Linked DNA regions of Mus musculus: region 2 is linked to region 1. The links are chromatin contacts, called in public Hi-C maps. All regions are on one chromosome and are shown on one strand. Each heading gives the region's core, a stretch centred on a gene start, on an enhancer-like site or on the middle of the called end of the contact. The rest is flanking DNA. Distances are from core to core; before and after follow the strand shown. Region 1 overlaps Rell1 (RELT-like 1). Region 2 overlaps Gm43837 (a long non-coding RNA gene).

Region 1 (5,511 bases), core at 6-2,505:
CTCTCCACAGTCATTCCTGCCTTCATCTGTGTTCACAGGCACTGTCTGGCCTCAGACAGTGAGGAAGCGTTTGAAGGGAAAAACAAGATAGATTGACAGGGTCAGAAAAAAAATGATCAGGAAAAAAAAACCAAACTCGCTCCTTTACTCCCATTAGCTAGCTAGTGATATCCTTTATTTTTAAAGGTTTATTCATTCTGCCAACACATCACGGGGGCTCTGCACACCAGTACACACAAATGGCCGGATCATGCCCCACTGCAGTTCCTACATCCAACCAGAAGAGGGGGCCAAAGTGCTATCTCTGTGTAAGGTGGATGCTCAGCGTCAAACACTTGGCTACAAAGCTCCAAGTTGCGGGGACCCCATTTGTAAGTCCCCTAACCTTCACTTTTTCAACTGTAAGTTTTGGATAGCGCAAGGCTGGCCAGCAAGACAAACTTGAGAAGGAATTGCAGAAGTGTGCAAAACCATAAACAGTGCCCCACCCCCAAAACCATAGATCCTCCAGGAGCCCAGATACAGAGAGCACTGACCAGGGGATCCAGACTGGCCATGATTTGCCACATTCCCAACCCTGACAGTGCCTGTGAACACAGATGAAGGCGGGAATGACTGTGGAGAGAACCTCAGGCCCTAAATGTGCATGCCTGCATTGAAAACGTTCTTATATAGTAAGAGTGGTGTTTCCTACAAAGTTGAAAATAACATAAGGTTAAAATGAATGGAACAAGTACGGAGTCAGAGGTACCGTGTGGACTTGGACTCTTAGCACACAGAAACACAAAGATGTGTATACTATATGGATTACTATACAGAGGGCAGAGGCTGCGACACCCAGTATCAATGAGCACAGCTTGTGTCCTTATTTTAAAAAATACCATTCTCTAGCAAAATGACTTAGGGCTCCTTAGATTCGCAGTTGGTCCTAAGGATGGGATGTTGAGGTTTGGTCTGTTGCTATGAATTGTAATGCTAAGTGTGAGGGGAGCAAGACTTGGTTGTCCCAGAGAGTCCCCACATAGATTCAAGTTATTTCTGATTAGTGAATAAAGATGCCTACAGCCTATAGCTGGGCAAAATTGAGATAGGTGGGGGCTTAGTGTTCCCGGCAGCATTGGAGTTGGAGATGATCACAAGGGGAGAGAGAAAGGTGGAGAGGGGAGTAAGATGCCCTGGGTTAGGAGTCAAGAAAGCACAGCCCTGAGGGCTGGCCAACTGGAGTTAAGAGCAGCCCATGTGAAACAGTAATAACTCAGGGTTATCAACAGGAAATATATTTTAACAGCATAGAAGGTAGATATTTGCCCAGCTGTGCTGTTTAAGGCTTGTAAATATAAAGGTTCCCTGTGTCTTTTATCTAGGAAAAAAAAATGGTCAAAGTCAGGGTAGAAACCTCAAATTGAGATTAAATATTTTCTACAACACTGGGGCAAGGAACAAGAAAACAAGAAGAGCCTGGGGCACCGTCTGGGCCAGAACGTAGTAAGGGGCTAGAAATAGGCGAGACAGAGGAGCGTGGGGGAAGTGGGGAGAGAGAGCACCGTGCCAAAGGCATCAATCTGTAAGAGCTTTCATTACAGGCACTATCCTCGAGGGAATGGAGTTGTATGCCCTTGTCCTGCTCCCTCGCACCCAGAAAAAAAAAAAAAACCCACATTGATACTGAAATTTCAACACCTAGAATAGGCCTCGCGTGACCCTTCTGGGAGCTAGGATCTTTGCAAATGTAACCAAGTTAAGATGAGTTCTTATGATGGATTGCAGTGGGCCCCTAAGCCAGGGGGCAGATGGCCTTAAAAGGAGGAATAGGATACCCACAGAGAAGGATATCTCAAGACACAGATCTTCAATGATGCAGAACTTCAAACCAGGAAATGCTGAGAACTTTCTAACAAACACCTCCCTCAGAATACAGGGTGGACCTAACCCTGGAGAAACGTTGTTTCTAGCTCTGGCCTGAAATAGCTTTCTATATTGCATTAGTTGCCAAGCTCTTGGTAACTTGTTGATTGGAGTCCTGGGGAAGTCACCTCCAATGGATGGTAAAGCTAGCAGACGAAAAGGTAAACACAGGTAAGTTACTAGCCTCATCCCCGAGTATCTTCCCTCTTCATTACAGAGGCACAAATAGTAACTGTAACATACTGAAGCCTGCTAGACATGACAACCAAATGACTGACTGGAAATCACAAGATGACACATGTCAACTCCATGTCCCCTGACGTGCAGCATCCTTACCAAGGCAAAACTTCAAGTCTCTCCAATGAGAAAGTTCCCCAGCTCAAATGGAAGGACACTGTAGAGAGCCGAGCAGCTTACTACAGTGTTGTGATCAAGAGACTGGACTAGTGAGCAGTCTTCGGAGATGCAATAACTCAGGGCAAAGTGGGAATCCCCCTCCCCCTGAGTTCTAATTTGTTTATCAATCTTGGACGGATGCTGCTTTCTTAGTCATGATCATGTTCCTATGGTGATGTAAGATGTTGAACACTAAGATTAGCAGACTGAGGGGTACCCATAAACTCCACACTATATTTATTTCTCTATGTCCCAAATCATCCATGGGGCGGGGGCGGGGGAGGAGGTAGAGGTGCTATAAAAGGGGAAATCCAATCAGACCAGCCTAACGATTACTCAACAATCGAAGACTTAAGAAGCTGGTCCTGTAAGATGTCGCTCATTCAAGCACACTGGTTTAATGCTTTTATTTTTAACTCTGCTTTGGTAGTACAAAATTCATAAAAAGTACAAACCAGACAGTTAAAAATACATTTGACACTGGAAACCAAAAAATTTTCCTTTACAAAATGTTTTACATCAAGATGGCAACCGAGTGACTCTTTCCTTTACACCAAGAAGCGATCCATCATTAGTGTCGTGGACAGTGACCTTGTCGAGGATCCTCAGAACTTCTGAGGGAGGAGGGAGGAGGAGGGACCCTAAACGCCAACTATGCTGGGAACCCTCAGGATTCTCACCAGGCTGTGCAAACCAGGACAAAGCTTATGTGTTGAATGTATTGAATGTTTAATTTTTGGCATCTCTGGAAGCCAGTCACCCATCTGCTCAAGTATTAGAAAATGTTTAAAATGTACTCTGGGTATATAAATACAATCTTAAATATCTTTGCTTATTTTTTTTTGTTTTGTTTTTTTTTATTGCTATAGAAAGTGCTCTACATTGAATAAAATTAAAAAATAATTAAAACTGAAGAATATTACATATTAGCCCATCACCATTTAAAGGACGTCATTTTTTTTTTTTTTTTGCAAAATGTATACTTTTTTTGTTTGTTTGTTTAAGTAAAAATACTGGCTTAGCTGCACAAACATTACTCCCATGAGCACTCACTCTGCTTCCTGGACCACAGTGAACCTGGCATCCACACTGGCATCTCTGCTTAGTAGACACAACACACATACCAAGTCACTAGCTGCCAGTGTGGGTTCACATCAAACTGCATCTACCACACGCATAAAATGTTTGAAAAAAAAAAGTTAGTTTGTGTCCAGAAGCAGAAATTTTTTTAACAGAAAATGCCCTGGGGTATATTTTTTTAAAACCCCACCCCACTTTTTTCTATTTTATTTTTGTACAGCCAAATTAAAAGCAAAAAACAAAAAAGAAACAAACAAACAAAAAACCCCAAAACCACACCCAGTAGTTAATGCATCACACCAATGGAAGTAGGGCATAAAGCTTGCCGCCCCGCCACCCTCCCCATCCCAGACCTATGTACTTTGAGGCGTTTTATAAAACAAGGCCAAGAGAGAGCCCTACCAGGCAAGAAGCCCCTAAGACTGGTAGAGCACATGCTCTACCACTGAGTGATAGCCCAGCCCTCTCTTCACTTTTTTTGTTGGAAGACAGGATCTGGCTCAGTCACCCAGGCTATCCCCTGAACACTCTATAACACGGGGAGCCTTCAACTTGCGATCTTCCTAGGAAGCCTTTACTAAGCATCAGCTACAGCAGGATCCTGAGTAAAACAGCGGAAGTCTCAAGGGCGTGTTTGCATAAGAGGAGTGTTTTGTTTTGGCCTTTGGTTGCCTTTAAACCATTTTCCCTTTTACTCAATCAGACTAAAAGCCAGCTGTTTAGATTAAGTCCATAACAACAGTCATAGTCTCTGTGTCTTCTAAGTGACCAGAGAATGACAGGGGGCAGGCTGACGGGAGCAGGAGTCAGTGCTGAATTCTTGTTGGTCCAGGAATCTTTAGTGCAGGGCGCCTGTGGTTCCATTGGATCCCATGACGTCCTAGCGGATCATTTTCTAAGCACTAGATGTTTTCCAGGGACCTTTTGCAGGCAAGAGTCTTCTGTAACAGCCCAACTGTGTGTATTAAGATCTTAGGGCCAAAGTCAACATGGAATCTGGGGTTCAGGAACAGATGTCAGCATGCCAACACAAGCTCAGGCTGGAAATGGCTCCTCTGTTTGTTCATAATGCCATGATTCCAAGGGAGTAGCTGCCTGGGTATGGACAGCCAGGAATGTGCACCTGGGGACGGTTGTCTAAAAGGAAGAGCTCTTTCCCTTTTAGAAACGGAACTAAAACTTTCATCACACCTTTTAAGCCCAAAGCTTCTTTCAAAGCAAGCTGAATTCTGTGTCCAGCGTAGCAAAAATATGCCCTTTTGGGTTTGATCCGCATGCCCATTGACTTCATGATAGAAACTGTATAAAACATATAAAAATATTCCCTAGGCGACTTCATTATCTCGCAAGTTCGGAGTCTCTTAGAACTCTTCAAGAAAGCCAGCAGCTGCTACAAGAGAAAAACAACAAAAAAGAGGAAAGCTGTGACAAAAGGAGACATACCACGTGCTCATCTGCCTGAGTTAATGACACAGGAAAGCTGCAATCCCTCCAGACCCCAGTGGACCCACCCGCTCATCCCTGCCCTCATTACACCATCCGGCTAGAATTCAGTCTAAGAACACCTAAGGACCTCCTCCTTGTCACCAAGAAACACTAGAGCAGCAGTTCTCAACCTCTGGGTCACAACCCCAAAAAGACCTTTAGAAAAACATAGATATTTACATTAGGATTCATAATAGCATCGAAATTACAGTTATGAAGAAGCAACAAAATCACTTTATGGTTGGGGTGTCACTCAGTATCAGGAACTGTATTAAAGGGTTGCAGCTCTTCACAGAAGCCCTCACGGCAGCAGATACTCCCACGGCAGCAGATACTCCCACGGCAGCAGATACTCCCACGGCAGCAGATACTCACTCTGCCTGTGATCCCTGGTTCGATCTCCAGGGAATAAGGATGTTAAGCCCTGCTTCCATGCTGCCATGTCACATGCCACAGAGTGATGGCCTCAGTCATACTTATAAAACAGCTTTCTATGTCCCAAGTATCTCCTGTCATTCACAGCTTTCATACCCTTTTATGCTCCTGAAACTCTCAAGATGTCATTGTATACTGAAAGATGCATGCTGTGTTAGAAACCGACACTAAGGAGCAAACCTTTATGAAGGAGCAAAGCACTCTCATCTG
Region 2 (5,804 bases), core at 3,036-5,535, 480 kb after region 1:
AGTTTCTTAGAGATTGCGAGGGTCTTGGGAAATCTGAATCGATGCCCTTTTGGTGAAAATATGGACAGATCCCACTTAAGTTGAGCATAGCACATACATATGACTTTGTAAGTGCTGTGGGTGAGGTCCATGAAGCCATGACAGAGATTGGAATCTATACTCTTGCACCCCACAAGCCTCTGGGATTCCCTGGAGAGGAGGTCTGTGCTAGATTCGGCACTAAGTTCCTTTGTGGGAGCTGGGGTGGGGCTGGGAAAAGCTGGTTGGTCGGAATGGTCTCCCTTTTCAACGGGAGACTGTGGAGCAAAGGGATCAGTTTGATGTTAAAGGCGATTTTCCAGTTCCAGGGAAATCAGACCCACATTTGGAAGGGATTTGGAGCACTCTCCCTGCCTGAAGTCAGCCGGAGAACCCTGAATGAGTTTCCACTATGCATGTTTGGGGATCCTCTCAGTTCCTACCAGTTCGCTTCAGCCTAAAACACTTCCTCCATTTCCAGAGGGTCTTCTGTTTTAGAAGGAATCAGTTTTAATTACTCAATTAGGGAACAAGCCCTACTCTTGGTCTAAAGCCATTTTGTCAGATTAGCTCAATGAAAATTAGTTTTATAGTTACTTAGTAACCTTAAACTTTTTTAGTAGATATTCTGTTACAAATCAGTTTCAAACAGTGCACCAAGGCTCAGGGTGGAGGTCAGAGGGCAGCCCAAGTGAGTTGGTTCCTTCTTTGTTCCCTGCGGATTTACAGAACCCAGCCTGTTAGACCTGGTGACCGGTGTCTTCACCTCCTCAGCCATCTTGTCAGTCCTAGCTCACCCACAGTGTCACTGAGGTTTACCAATTCAGTCAGAAGGATGAGAATTCACTTAGTACAGACAGATTTTTTTTATTATTTAAATGGAAATAAACCAAAGTAAAGTAATAAAAAATAAAATAAAAAATCACCACAGTTGCTTGGGGACACTGAAGCATTGAAAGATGTTTTCTATTTTTTTTTTTTTTTTGGTTTGGTTTTTTCGAGACAGGGTTTCTCTGTGTAGCCCTGGCTGTCCTGGAACTCAGAAATCCGCCTGCCTCTGCCTCCCAAGTGCTGGGATTAAAGGCGTGCGCCACCACCGCCCGGCAATGTTTTCTAATCTTAAATGGCCTGTTCATTGCTCATCTCGTTACTGTAAGAACATCTACAGTTTAGGGAAGGAAGGGTTTATTTCCGCTCTCAGTTTGAAGGTGTGGACCATCACGGTGGGGAGGTGTGGTGGGAGAAAAGTAAGGCAGCTAGCTAGGTACCTCAAGTCGGGAAGCAGAGAAGAGCTAATGCGCATGCTCAAGTTGCTTTTTCTAATACTCAGTCTGGAACCCCAGCCCATGAAACGTACTGCGCCAATGGATTGTCCTACCTGGGATGGCATCGTGCTCTCGGATGCACTAGTATCTGATTTCCTCTCTGTATCGGCTGCTTTCGTATTCAACCAAAGGATCTGACAGAAACAGCCTAAGAAGGAAAGTTTATTTCGACTCCTGGTTTCAGAGTGGGGCAGACATGTGAGAGCCCACCGCAGCCGGAGCATGTGATGGAAGACCCTTCACGTCACAGTGGGCCAGGGCTAGAGGCTGGGCTATCTTCTGAGGTCTGACTTAAATGACCTCCTTCCGCTAGCAAAGCTCCACTTCCCATTCCACAGCCTCCCAGGATAGAACCACCACATGGGGAATGAGCTCTCAAAGCCTGAGCCTGTGGGGGCACTTCAGAGTCAAGCCGCAATATTCTACCACTGGACCCAAAGGCTCGTGGGCATCTCGTGACTAGAGCTGCATCGTGTCTAATTTTAAGAATTCCTGTAGTCTTAATAGTCTCAACGTTGTTCCAGAGTCCAGTGTCTCTTCTGAGGCCCAAGAGAAAACTCCGGGCTGTGAGCCATTCAATCAAAACTGAAATGGCGTATAAGAGGACATAGGCTGAATGCTGCCATTCTAAAAGAAACAAGAGGGCAGCAAAAAAAGATAGGATCAAAGCAAGACTGAAACCTGGCATGATGACCATTAAATCCTGTAGTTTCTCAGGCAGCATCAGGCACACGCAGCCCTGAGTGCACACACACTTGTACAGTGTCAGACACACATAGCCCCTAGGCATACGCAGCTTCTGAGAGCCCACTTTGTTGTACCAAAGAAAATACTTCTAGTCAGTGCTTTTCTAGGAGGGCTTTAAAACTTTCTTTAAAATTGTTTTTATCCATACATTTCGATCATACATTTTCCTTTCCCCCAACTTCTCCCATCTCCTCCCCATCTCCCTACTCTACACAGCTTCACGTCTTTTCTCTCATAAGAAAAAGAAAAATGAAAGAGAAAATCAAAACAGACAAACAAACCAAAAAAGAAAAGAAAAGACAGGAAAAGAAAGGAAAACCAGTAAGAAAAAAATACCAAATAAAATAATGCAACTCACATACAATCAAGCACAGAGTCTACTTTGTGTTAGTCGACTACTCCTGGGCATGGAGTCTACCCTGGAGTGAGGTTGATACATCTGTGCATCTCTCCATTGAAGAACACGGATTTTCCCGTTCCCAGGAGTTTTGTTTGCAACTAGTTTGATGGTTAGGATTGGTCAGGAGTGGACTCCTCCACTTCCCTTTCTCCATCCTGGGCTCTTGTCTGATTTGTAACTATGCAGGTCTTGTTTGTATTGTTACAGTCTCTGTGTGTACATGTGTATCAGTTCTGGAAGACCCTGTTTAGGAAGGCATGTTTTTCATTCTCTCTTACAAAGGAAATTCTTTCAATGAGTCTGTACTTTCACACCGTAGAGCAGGGCGGGGTCTCACTTCCACTCCCATTTCCTAGTGCTGCAAGCAGCTTCTTGAAGGATGCTAATCTGTTTAACAGATTAGCTGCTTTGTCTATACTGGTTTTACCTCCAACTTTAGGTAAGTTTGTGTTTTGTGTTTTTTGTTTTTCTCTCTCAAACTGCATGTTTTCCCAAATTTTCCTGCTCGGAGTTTCCTGACTAAAAGCAGCCAAAAATGGCCCTGTACCAGCCTGAATGCTGTGAAGACTTGGAATTTTTTCAACCAAATAAATTGGCTCACTCTTTTAAAAACCAGCTTCAAAGCTGGATTGGTGGTGCACACCTTTAGTCCCAGCACTCAGGAGGCAGAGGCAGGCAGATCTCTGAGTTCGAGGCCAACCTGACCTGCAAAGTGAGTTCCAGAACAGTGGGGGCTACACAGACAAACCCTGCCTTGGAAACAAAACAACAGAAAAACCCAGCTTCACTTCAAAATTTAAAGACCTTAAAGAATACAGACAAATTCCTTCTGGAGATATAATAGAAATGACTTGAGATCTAATTCCCTATACAATCCCTGTCCTTGTCTGGAGCCTCTGAGCCTGTCCTTTGCCATCCGTGTTTCTGTCAGCATTCTGGGTCTTCTACATTTGGACCAGAATCATCCATTACATTCACAGCATGTCAGGGCTTCTCCAGTCCACTGCCCCAAACTTCCAAATTCCTTCCACAAATCATCTGCCAAAGTCTAAGCAGGATGACTTTGGGGTGTTCATAGAAGTCACCCTACTTCTCTGCTATCTGTTTTCTGTGTTTGTTACTTGAATATCACTCTGACCACTATCTCCAACAGAAATGGTAGAGGAGAGAGATGGTGGAGGAGAGAGATGGTGGAGGAGAGAGATGGTGGAGGAGAGTTTATGTTGGTTCTCGGGTTCAGAGGTTTCAGCTCATCACAGCAGGGAGGGAGTTGCAGAGCTCATGGCTGTCAGAGGAAGTTCTCAAGAGGCTCCATCTGCAGGAAGCAGAGAGCAGTCTCTGGAGGCCCTTTATTGAGTGATCACTACAGTCTATCGAAAGCTTTGCATTCTCTGCCCTTCCCTTCTCAATACCACATCTGACATAGGCAGATCCCAGCCAAGAGTGTGTTGATTAAAGTTTGTGTTTGGGGACTGAACACATGACTCCATAAGCAAGAGCGTTAAAAGACCAGAATTGGATCCCATGATGCACATAAAAAGCCAGGCATGGCTCTATGTGCACCTCTAACCCCAATGCTGAGAAGGGGGCTGGTGGAGAAGCAGAGACATACCATTCCACTTTGTGCTCCCGGCCGGTCACACACTTCCAGTCACCCACCAAGGGACTCTTTCATTGGCGAATGAAAGATACACACACACTAGCTTGTTTTTGAAATGCTGTGATTAGCTCAAAGGTTAGGCAGTGCTAAGCCTTTGCCTGCTACCCCAGGCCCAATAGGGAAGTGGGCAGTGGCCACTTACCAGAATTCTTACACTGCTCAGAGGCTCTCTCTGCCACAGCTCTAAATCTGAGCCATCTCTCAACTCATCTCAAGCCATCTCAGGCAATCCTCTGTCTCCACTTCTCTATCCCAAGCCCTCGCAAATCTAAGTGTCCCGGTCCATCTCCTTTTGCCCAACCATTGACTGCTAGCATCTTTATTGATCAATCAAAAACCAATTGGGGACAAGGTCCTTCAGCATTTGGACACACAGATTCCTGATTAAATCAAAGCATTAGAACCAATCCTCAATACATCAGTCCAGACACAGGTTCAGAGACCCTGTCTAGGAGGAATAAAAAGGAGAGTAATGGGACAAGATCCCAGGTGTCCTTATCTGACTTCTGCCTACATGCATAGATAGACATGTACACATGAACATACATGTGCACATACACGACACACAGATACAAAAGCCATGTTTTTCTTTAGTCTCAAAAAACCCTGAAAAATCCCAGAGGCTGCAAGTTGCTCCTGCTTGAAATCCATGGAGATCACTAAGGCTTCTCTGAGTCAGCTAGGAGTCTGAATGAGCTCAGAAAACCAGGAGCTAACTGTGAGGAGGTGGTAGGGAGGGGGTGTCAGGGTGGGAGGGTTGCCACTAGCTTCTGCAGGGGATGGGGAAGAGGAGAGAGTGGGGAGAATGGAAGGAGGGGACCATCCAGCAGCTGGCCCAGCTGTGTGGCCTGTGCTGTCCTCCCTTTCTGGCCCTCAATTGCTCTTTGAACAGCTCTGCATTTATGGCCACTTGGACAAGCCCCGGCATTGTTTGCCTCTAGTATCTAAGGTCAGAGGCCTTAGAGGAATGGCATGGTTCTATTTCCTTAAATAGTGACTTGGGAATGAAATGAGTAAGCGTGTCTTTAATTAGCCATACCCCAGAGGCCTGCGGGGGTGGGGGGGTCTGGTAGATGGTGGGCCCCCTGCCAAGATCAGCATTGTGAGGCTGGTATTTGGTCCAGGGTGTGGGGGGGGGGGGAGGGTTCAGTGCTATGCATTATTTACCCTCCCTCCTCATCTCCTATTGTCCTATCAGCCTCAACTCCAATTCTGTCCCCATGTCAACATGAAGGATGCCCCGGAGCTGGAGAGAGGAAAGAAGGGAGCCCTTTCTGAGCAACTACCACAGCCTAGGCACTGTGCCAGACACTGGAAAGGGCAAGGTCAAAGATGGAAGGATCGTGCGGAGGTGAGCCAATGAAGGCTGAGCCCAGGCCACCTAGTCCCACAGTGGTGATGCAGTTAAAGCATAAGGGTCCCTGGCACCAGGGGAGGTTTCAGAATTGCTGTATCCCCTTTACTGCATTTTTCACACTCTGTAACCACACCACAGAGCCACCCCTGCTACAATCTCCACCCTGTTTCTTTCTGTTGCTTCCAGAACCTGCCTGGGTTCTCTTTCCTCAAAACCTCCAGGGGGCTGCTAGGCATCTCTACACTCTTTCTTTCTTCTCTCTCTGAGAGAAAATCCCTTTCCAGCCTCCCTCTGCTT

The links. A called contact is a pair of places that touch in the nucleus more often than the background predicts.
Region 2: a Hi-C map of pro-B cells shows a contact between it and region 1, with 5 times the contacts expected there. The contact joins two enhancer-like sites. A contact is called at or near these places in 2 of 15 datasets of contacts at CTCF or cohesin (both in the NIH/3T3 cell line), 8 of 484 Hi-C or Micro-C datasets (the Ba/F3 cell line, the HPC-7 cell line, cortical neurons and 4 more) and 1 of 115 datasets of contacts at active chromatin or transcription factors (microglia).

The regions. Positions count from the first base shown.
Region 1 is chr5:63,906,381-63,911,891 of GRCm38.p6, forward strand. Rell1 (RELT-like 1) reads right to left here. Exons shown (of 7, transcript NM_145923.4): 7 at 2,518-4,771. Among named protein-coding and RNA genes, the nearest start is that of Rell1, 60 kb to the right of the region's middle. Within about 2 kb of position 1,256, at least 20 of the 459 cell types and tissues checked have an H3K27ac peak or open chromatin away from gene starts, as enhancers often do. A contact at or near this core is called in pro-B cells, where this site is marked.
Region 2 is chr5:64,384,381-64,390,184 of GRCm38.p6, forward strand. Gm43837 (a long non-coding RNA gene) reads left to right here. Exons shown (of 3, transcript XR_003955925.1): 3 at 5,349-5,495. Among named protein-coding and RNA genes, the nearest start is that of Gm43837, 9.3 kb to the left of the region's middle. Within about 2 kb of position 4,286, at least 112 of the 459 cell types and tissues checked have an H3K27ac peak or open chromatin away from gene starts, as enhancers often do. A contact at or near this core is called in pro-B cells, where this site is marked.